Linked DNA regions of Sus scrofa: all the other regions are linked to region 1. A link is a contact called in public Hi-C and HiChIP or PLAC-seq data. All regions are on one chromosome and are shown on one strand. Each heading gives the region's core, a stretch centred on a gene start, on an enhancer-like site or on the middle of the called end of the contact. The rest is flanking DNA. Distances are from core to core; before and after follow the strand shown.

Evidence for each region. A called contact is a pair of places that touch in the nucleus more often than the background predicts. HiChIP or PLAC-seq counts read pairs in DNA pulled down with a chosen protein or histone mark.
Region 2: a contact with region 1 is called in a Hi-C map of skeletal muscle, with 3 times the contacts expected there. The contact joins two enhancer-like sites. A contact is called at or near these places in 1 of 47 Hi-C or Micro-C datasets (skeletal muscle) and 1 of 2 datasets of contacts at active chromatin or transcription factors (skeletal muscle).
Region 3: a contact with region 1 is called in an H3K27ac HiChIP or PLAC-seq map of skeletal muscle. The contact joins two enhancer-like sites. A contact is called at or near these places in 1 of 47 Hi-C or Micro-C datasets (skeletal muscle) and 1 of 2 datasets of contacts at active chromatin or transcription factors (skeletal muscle).

Annotation. Positions count from the first base shown.
Region 1 is chr1:248,064,449-248,067,172 of Sscrofa11.1, reverse strand. All of the region lies in intron 1 of ZNF462 (zinc finger protein 462), which reads right to left. Among named protein-coding and RNA genes, the nearest start is that of ZNF462, 37 kb to the right of the region's middle. Within about 2 kb of position 1,367, at least 27 of the 83 cell types and tissues checked have an H3K27ac peak or open chromatin away from gene starts, as enhancers often do. A contact at or near this core is called in skeletal muscle, where this site is marked.
Region 2 is chr1:248,233,093-248,235,816 of Sscrofa11.1, reverse strand. No RefSeq gene overlaps it. Among named protein-coding and RNA genes, the nearest start is that of ZNF462, 210 kb to the right of the region's middle. Within about 2 kb of position 1,341, at least 3 of the 83 cell types and tissues checked have an H3K27ac peak or open chromatin away from gene starts, as enhancers often do. A contact at or near this core is called in skeletal muscle, where this site is marked.
Region 3 is chr1:247,919,574-247,922,297 of Sscrofa11.1, reverse strand. No RefSeq gene overlaps it. Among named protein-coding and RNA genes, the nearest start is that of ZNF462, 110 kb to the left of the region's middle. Within about 2 kb of position 1,412, at least 6 of the 83 cell types and tissues checked have an H3K27ac peak or open chromatin away from gene starts, as enhancers often do. A contact at or near this core is called in skeletal muscle, where this site is marked.

The DNA.
Region 1 (2,724 bases), core at 118-2,617:
AGCAGAACCCAGCACCGTAGTTAAAAGCATGGGCTCAGAGCCCACTTGCCAGAGTTGGTATCCACTTACTATTTGGTCTTGGTAAACTGCATAACCTCTCTATGCCTCCATTTCCTCACCTGTAAAAAGTGGTTAAAAAACCAAACTGGTAGTACTATTTCATAAGATTACAGTAAGGATTAAATGAGGTAATATACAAAGATCCTTCGGGCACGTAGTCTGTGGCCAATAATTCTTAGCTACTGTTTTCATGGACTTCTCTGTCCTCCAGAAATGCCAGTATCATGTTTCTGGACCATCCCAGAGAGGTGTGTAGGCAGCATTGCACAATGGAAAGCCAGCTCCCTGACAGGCATTCACATCCCTGTATGAACACCTAACACAGATGTGACCACATGCCAGTTACTTAACCTGTCTGAGCCTCCACTGTCTCATCTGCTAATTAGGAACAACAATGAAATGGGATCCACGGAACAATAATGGTGAAGATGACATGAGAGAATAGGTCATCTGGCCCTTAGAGAATACAGTGCCTGGTTTCCCTGGAGTACCATTTGTATTTCCTCTTCCCCTCTCCCATCAGCACACATTAGCTGGGGGGTAAGCTGGAGTCCGTGCCTTCTAAGTGAAGCAGAGGCAAAGGGAAACTAGCATGACAGGACTGTTGACTATTTTAGGAGACATCTGTTTTCTTACCAAATCTTAACCACGTCTTTAATCATCACTAAAATCCATTCTCCATAAGCCATAGCAAGCCATCTGGGCCAGTGGCTCTGAGAGGGATTATTCCATGAAGAACATAGTGGTTTCCTTCCACAATGATACATCCTCACAAGGTTAGAGGACATTGCCCGAATATCCTCAACTTCCTTTAAAAGCCTACAATGCATTTGTCATTCATGGGTGAGTCATCCATGGTGTCCTGGAAAGGGCTGGTCAGAAGACAAGGTTTGGGACTTTGTCCTGGCTTTCAACCAGCTGGGACTTTGGGGAAGTCACCTGATCTCTGTGGGTCAGAGAGAGCATTTCTGCTCCAGGGAGTTGTGATAGAGAACAAATTTACATAATGTATACTGAAAGCCCTTGGTCTAAAAAAGTTTTGCAAATCAGTGAAAGGCAGAGATTTATCTCAACTTGACTTGCACGCTTTTGTGCCTTGGTAGTGTATTTTGGAAGTCTGCTCTGAGATAAGCGGACTCTGGCTTTAGGTTAGCTTTGTCATCTCATCTCCTACCTTTTTCTCCAGTTCCAGAGTTAGGAACAGGAGATCGAGACCTCTGACTTTGAGAGCAGGAATAGGATGAGGCAAAATGGCAAGAAGCCTGGGGCCAGGGTGACTCATGACTGTGGAATTCATGAACGGGTGGAATGCTCTCTGCATTTCTCTTCCATGTCAAGTCCCTGGGTGAGCAAGGCACAGATGACACATGGAGGAAACAGGCATACTGCTTTGCAGACCAAATTTTTATGTGTGCATAATACATACACTCACATAAACATACACACACGTACATGTGGGTGGTGTGTGTGCTCACACCTGCGCACCTGCAGCCAGATAGGAAGGCCAAATCGAAGCAAATTATTCCTCTATTAAGTTATGTAAAACCAGAAGCCTATGTTGAAGAAAAGGGGTGTTTTAGAAAGTACAGCACTTCTTCAGTTGTCTTTTTCTTCACTGCCTCAGAGTCTGGCAAATTAAACCCCATAAATCCTTTGATATGATTAAAATTTTTGAGAAAAAAAAGGTGAGGTGAAAAGGAAGAGAACTCCTTTGACAAGCCATTAAAATTCTCAAACACTGTGAGCCTTTTACAGGGTGGGACGTGGGGATGTGCGGGTCGGGTGAGAAGCTTAATAATGCCAGAATGTTTTTTTAATAAAAAAAGTACAAAGATGGTCTAAACGCTACAGCAAATAAAGCCTGTATGACACACTCACGTATCAAGCTAACAAATCTTTTGTCCAAATCACACTTTTGCTAAATAGACGCCAGGATTCTTCTAGAACAACAGAAAAGGACCTCCAAGGGGACATTCCAAATACCTTGTGTGTAGATTTTCTCACACAGCTGTAGTTATTACAACTCTATTAAACCAGCTGCTAATAATTTTCCAACGGTCCATTCGTTCTACCAATGACCTTGGGCCACCACCAATTTCAGACCTCATCTTCATGTCTTAATCAACAGCCTCAAGTGGAATCCCCTCCTCTCTCAACAGAGAAACACATTTTGAAGAAAGATTGTTGATCGCATAGCTTCCTCGTCATCAGGGAATTTGTATAATGTGGAATTTAACCTACAAACCCCAATCTTCCTGAAAGGAAAATGATGCCTCTGAGATTTCCTTCTCTACAGCAAGGTGAAAACTTAACTTTTTTTTTTTTTTTTAATCTCCATTTTTTCCTTGTTTAACAGAACAGAATGCATGGGTGAGTCTGTCAGGGCTCTGGAAAACTCTCCTGAAGTGCTTGATCAACAATGGGAACTCATCCAGGGCAAAAAAAAAAAAAAAGCCATGAAAATACATCCTAAGCCACTTCAGATTTGTGTACGAAAACATCACCTTCCCTATAATCAAGGGCGTGGCGAGGAAAAGAACTTACACAAGGGATTTCATTTTCAGATGTGATATATTAATGAGACTGAAGATGATTCTCAGAGAAATCAACACCATGAAAACAAGAGTGCCAAGACGGAAAGGAATGTCCTTTTCTTAGGCTTGG
Region 2 (2,724 bases), core at 92-2,591, 170 kb before region 1:
CCCAGAACCCTAGGGAAATATATGTGACCCGAAAGCCCTTTACAGCTCTGAGAAAGCCGTGATGAACCATCTGTGAAGAGAAGTCTGATTTAGGGGAGATGTCACTGATCACCAGCAGGGCGGCGCCATCCTCCTCACCAGCTCCCTGCCTCTATGCCCAAACACTCCCTGGACAGTACTCCCCCTGGCCTCTCTACCCATCCTAGGCTCTTCTTCTGTAGCATCTACTGAAGGTTTTAGGCTGAATAGACCACCCTTATTCCTCTGATTTGCTGTGGTTCCCCAGGGACTGTACCGAAGTGGGAACACAGTACCATTGTGCAATGCATCGGAAACAGCATTACGCATCTCCTCATGGCTTTTCTGTCCACCAGGGCTCAGCTGAGTGGGGTCTTCACTTCCCAGAGGGACCCGTTCTTTTCCTCCTGGGCATCGTTTTCCCTTTGGGAGACTGACTTTGGTTTCCGAAGTTTACAATCACTGAAAATCCAAAAGAATTTTTTTTTTTAATTTCCTAAGATGGGGAATTTATCTTTAAGATGTTTTAAAATGATTTTTATTTTTTCCATTATAGCTGGCTTACAGTGTTCTGTCAATTTTCTACTATACAGCAAAGTGACCCAGTCACACATATATAGAGAGAGAATTTTTTTTTTAGAGAGAAGGGAAAAACCCCTTCTCCTCTATAAGTCACCTATGCCAGGCTCTTGGCCAACTGGAAAGACAGAGGGCAGCTCAGCCCAACTTCCCCTGAGCTCAAGGAGAGCCCATCTGACTTTCTGGGCGCCTGGGTGGTCTCCCTAGCTCTGCCAAGCAAAGGAAAACTGGGCTTCCCCAGGGCCAGTACCTTGGCCTAGAGTCCACTTCTTTTAGTTTCTTTTGGTACCTTCGACCTTTTGGCTCAACACGCGGATTAAGAAGAGGGGCCTAAGGAATAAACTCTCTCCAGCCGCCACTCGGATTAGTCTGGAATTAGGCCACTGCTGTCAATTTTATTTGGTGATCCCAGTTGGCTCTCCAAATTATACCTGTAATTTGGTGCACTCCATGTATTACAGTCTGTCAGAGAAATCCTATAATTATTTTTTAAGTGACAAAATTTTAAGGAATAGCTCAATAAATGGAGCTAAATTTAGAGCACCATCTCTGTACAATGGAACGTGGCGGGAGTCAGAGATATGATCAGTGGCTGGTAGAAGAAGAATTTTGTTACCATCCAAAAGGTGGCAGCAAAAATTACCTCAATTAACTTAACAAGAAGCCCGTCCTCCTCTGCCAGCCTGCCCAGGAGCCCTGGCACACACCTTGTCCCTTCCCTGCCAGGATTCCGTGCCTTCCTCACCGAGCTGTCCCCGGCGCCATCTGCTGCTCCCGTCTGGGGCCGATGCCCAGGCCCCAGTTGTGTCCTGCCTCCTCCCTGAGATCCTGCAGCTCAGCATTCCAGAAGGAGCAGGGTCAGGAGTTCACGCCTCAAAGAAATCTCAGCACAGATCAATGTTTTATGGGGAAGCCAGAGAGAGGAGCAAGGGCCTGCCTCCTCCCTGTACAGACGGCACAGAAAATGCGATTTTTCCCCAAACCCCAGAAGGGAAGGTCTCAGGAGAATCTGCATACGTACCTCCTCTATCTATCCATCCAAGCTTTTATTTTTGAGAACCTGCTCTGTGCTGGATGTTCGTGAATGACTTAGATGCACAAATAGATCGATTCAGTATTTATTTAGCCCTTCCTGTGGGTTACACATCCTTCTAGGTTCCCGGTTTCCAGCAGTGAACAAAGCAGAAGGCCCTGTCTGCACGTAGCTCCATTCTAATGGGGTAAGTCTGTCAGCAGGCTACATGGGGAGAGTATGTGCTTGGTTTGATGGTAGTAAGTGCTAAGGTGAAAGATAAAGTGGGATAAAGGAGGCAAAGAGTGACAGGGGCTGTGACAGCTTCAGACAGGGCAGCCAGAGAGGACCTTGCTGAGAAAGCCACATCTGGGTGGGAACCGAGGGAGGCCAGGCAGACCCTGATGCTTCATGGAGGACACAAGTTGCAAGCAGAGGGAATAAACAACAGGCTGAAAGACCTGGGTGGGAAATGTTAAGAGGGCTGAGTGAATGTTAGGGGTCCCTGTTTGAGAGGGCCAGGAGGTACTGAAGAAGGGACATGTGGGGTTCCTATCGTGGCTCAGCAGAAGTGACTCTGACTAGCATCCATGAGGACGAAGGTTTGATCCCTGGCCTCTCAGTGGGTTAAGGATCTGGTGTTGCCATGAGCTGTGGTGTAGGTTGCAGACACGGCTCGGATCTGGCGTTGCTGAGGCTGTGGTGTAGGCCAGCAGCTATAGCTCCGATTTGACCCCTAGCCTGGGAACCTCCATATGCCGCAGGTGCAGCCCTAAAAAGACAAAAAAAAAAAAAAAAAAAAAAAAGGGACACATTTTTAAAAAAGGATGGACTAGGAGTTTGGGGTTAATAGATGCAAACTATTCCATTTAGAATGGATAATCAATGAGGTCCTGCTGTACAGCACAGGGAACTATATCCAGTCTCCTGGGAAAGACCATGATGGAAGATGATATAAGAAAGGGAATGTATATATATATGTGTGTGACTGGGTCACTTTGCTGTACAGCAGAAATTGGCACAACGTTGTAAATCAACTATAATTTTTTTTAAAAAGTTTAAAAAATACTGTTAAAGTTGTTTACCAAACAAACAAACAAAAAAACTAAACATTT
Region 3 (2,724 bases), core at 163-2,662, 140 kb after region 1:
CTATTGGGAGTGCTTCCCCATTTCCTGCTTGCAGTGACACCACCTGGAGGGGACCCCCCCCAACCCCCGATGGCTCCAGCAGCAGGCCCGCTGGAGATCTGAGCAGATGTTTCTGCTTTTCAGACCCAGGCATTTCCTCTCTTCTAGAAGCACATGCCAGCACAGTCAATATCTGGAAACCCGCTGCTTCACAGTAGGGCTGAGAACTAAACTGGTACTTTACTAGAAAATGGTAATAAAGCAATTTAAATGGCTTTTCATCCTCCTTGCTCTTAACAGCTTTTAGGTTCATACGAGACCAATCAATTAATCCTGCTTCAGAGCTGCAGGAATGGGGTGTTTTCCAGCCCCTGAACAGGAGATGGGCCCCTAAGAGCACTACCCCATGAGGACCACCCCGAGTCTGGCGTCCATCCGGGGCAGTGGTGAGTGGAGATGCCTGGCTGGACAAAATCATATTCCTGAAACCTGGCTAGCTTCCCAGGTGCTCATGAATCGCCTCTGCCCCAAAGGTGAACCATGACTGTGATTCTGCTTTGCATACTCCACTCCTCACCTGCTCATTTCCTTCAATGCCCGTTTTCTGTCTGGGAGGGTTAATCAGGCAGGAGTGATGATTCACCTTGATGGAAACGGATGCACACATATAAAGGAGTTGCCTTTTCTTTCCTGACCAAGAGCAGGGTACTCCGTTTGAAAGCTTCTTCCCTCACCTTGAGGAATTTCTCACTTATCCCAGCATCCCCAGGGCTGTGCCTGGCACACGCTCTCAGAGAATAATGGAGGATGTGAATTAAAACAGAAATGAAGTGGAAACTTTGGAAGAGGGGAGGTTAGGGCAGGATTTTTTCATTTCTCTTCAGGACCAAGTGTTACGTGTTATTCCTTTAGGAATTAATTTTTTTAAAAAATCATAGGACCGAAAGGTAAATGATTAACCTGCAAGTAGAAAGTAACAGATTGAAAATGATCAATGCAAGGAGATGGTCTCAGTGGTTCTCCTGCTGACAAATTGGTGATGAAGTGATGTTTTTCCCTCATCGTGGAATCAGTGTGGGGTGTTTCTCCATCTCAGCACAGATTTTGCCAGAAGTTGTCTCGAGACCTCAAGCACAACTTGTTTAGACATTTTCCAGTTGTATTTTTTTTTCTAGCCTTGTTAAAAATATTGACTTTGACAGCTTTAAAATGATGGCCTCAAAATTGGAATAATTTACATTCTGGAATTAAGATAATTCAGGCATTTCTGCTGGCAACGACAGAGTGTAGGAGCCAGTTATAGAAATCCCAGATTGGAGGGAGACGGAGCCATTAGCATAGATTGGTCTGCTGTGGGTATTCAGAGCAGTCACCTTCCCATGTAAATGGATCTTTATGTCTCTCCCAGGCAGGCCCAGATTCTGAGCTATTTTCGGAGCTCCTCTTGGATCAGGTGATGGAGAGGAGGGTGGGCGAGGGCCGCGGACTCGGGCTACACTCCTGTTGCTGGCTCCTTGGTGTTCTGCAAGAGACACAGAAGGCCTGAGGAAAAATTCTAGCCACTGTCTGGCCACTGTGTGTTTACCCTAGACGTTCTCCCCTTTAAATCCTGGGTCTCAGTCCCAGGGAGTCAACATAGAAGGCATTCAGAACGGCTCAGTGGTCCTGGACCTGGCCCAGAGCTCTCTGCCAGATTCCAAACACACCTGCTAAACAGATTCCTTTCTCCCAGCACTCTGCTGACATTTTCAGCTGGAACCAAAGCTCTCTCTTGGTCCCTAGCATTCCTCTGACTGCTAACTGGATCATCTGTCCACTCCTTTTCTTCAGAGCTGCTTCTTACTTCTGGCTGGAAAGACCTGAATCAAAAGCCAACCTGATTCATACCCCAGGCTCTGGCTCAGAAATGAGCAAGTGGTAATCAGGTTCCTGTAGGAAAAAGGAAAGCAGAATCTTCCCATTTAGAGTTCTTCCTCCTCCTCCTCCTACTTCTCTCCAAATTGCTCTGAGATGTCATCCAAGATGTCATCTGTATTTGATGTATGGAATTTGCCCAAGGATACCTGCCTGGTGACTGGGTCAGATGGACCCCAAGCCTGTGGTTGGGATACATCCCCTGTCACCTCTAGCAAAGATGTAGAAAACTGAGTCATTCTTTTCCATGGAATCCAGCAGGTGTAAGAGACATGAGAGATGACGAGGGCGTATCTCAAATATGTGGCTTATAAGTGGGTTTAAATTCAATCAGTCACAGCATCATTGGCCTTTGGAATTTTATGACTGGAAGGGACATTAAAAGCCATTGAATTCAGCACTTTAACAAGTACCCAATGCCTGAAACCCTTATATATGTGTGTGTGTATCTATCTATCTATCTATCTATCTATCTATCTATCTATCTATCTATCTATATAGATAGATATATAGCAAGTAGTTCTTAACTGGGAAGGATGATTTTTGACCCACAGGGGACATTTGGCAATGTCTAAAAACATTTTTAGTTCTCACACCTTGGGTAGTAGAAGCCAAGGATGCTGCTAAACACCCTCCAATGCTCAGACCAGTCACCCCTCCTTAGCGCGACAAAAAAATTATCTGGCTCAAAGTGTCAGTCACGCCAAGATTGAGAAATCCTGATGGATGGAAAGTCAAGATGATGGAAACACAGTTATCCGAGATAATCTGGACCAAGTTCCTCCTTGTTACAGACAGGAAGAAGAGGCCCAGAATGGCGATGTCACTCAC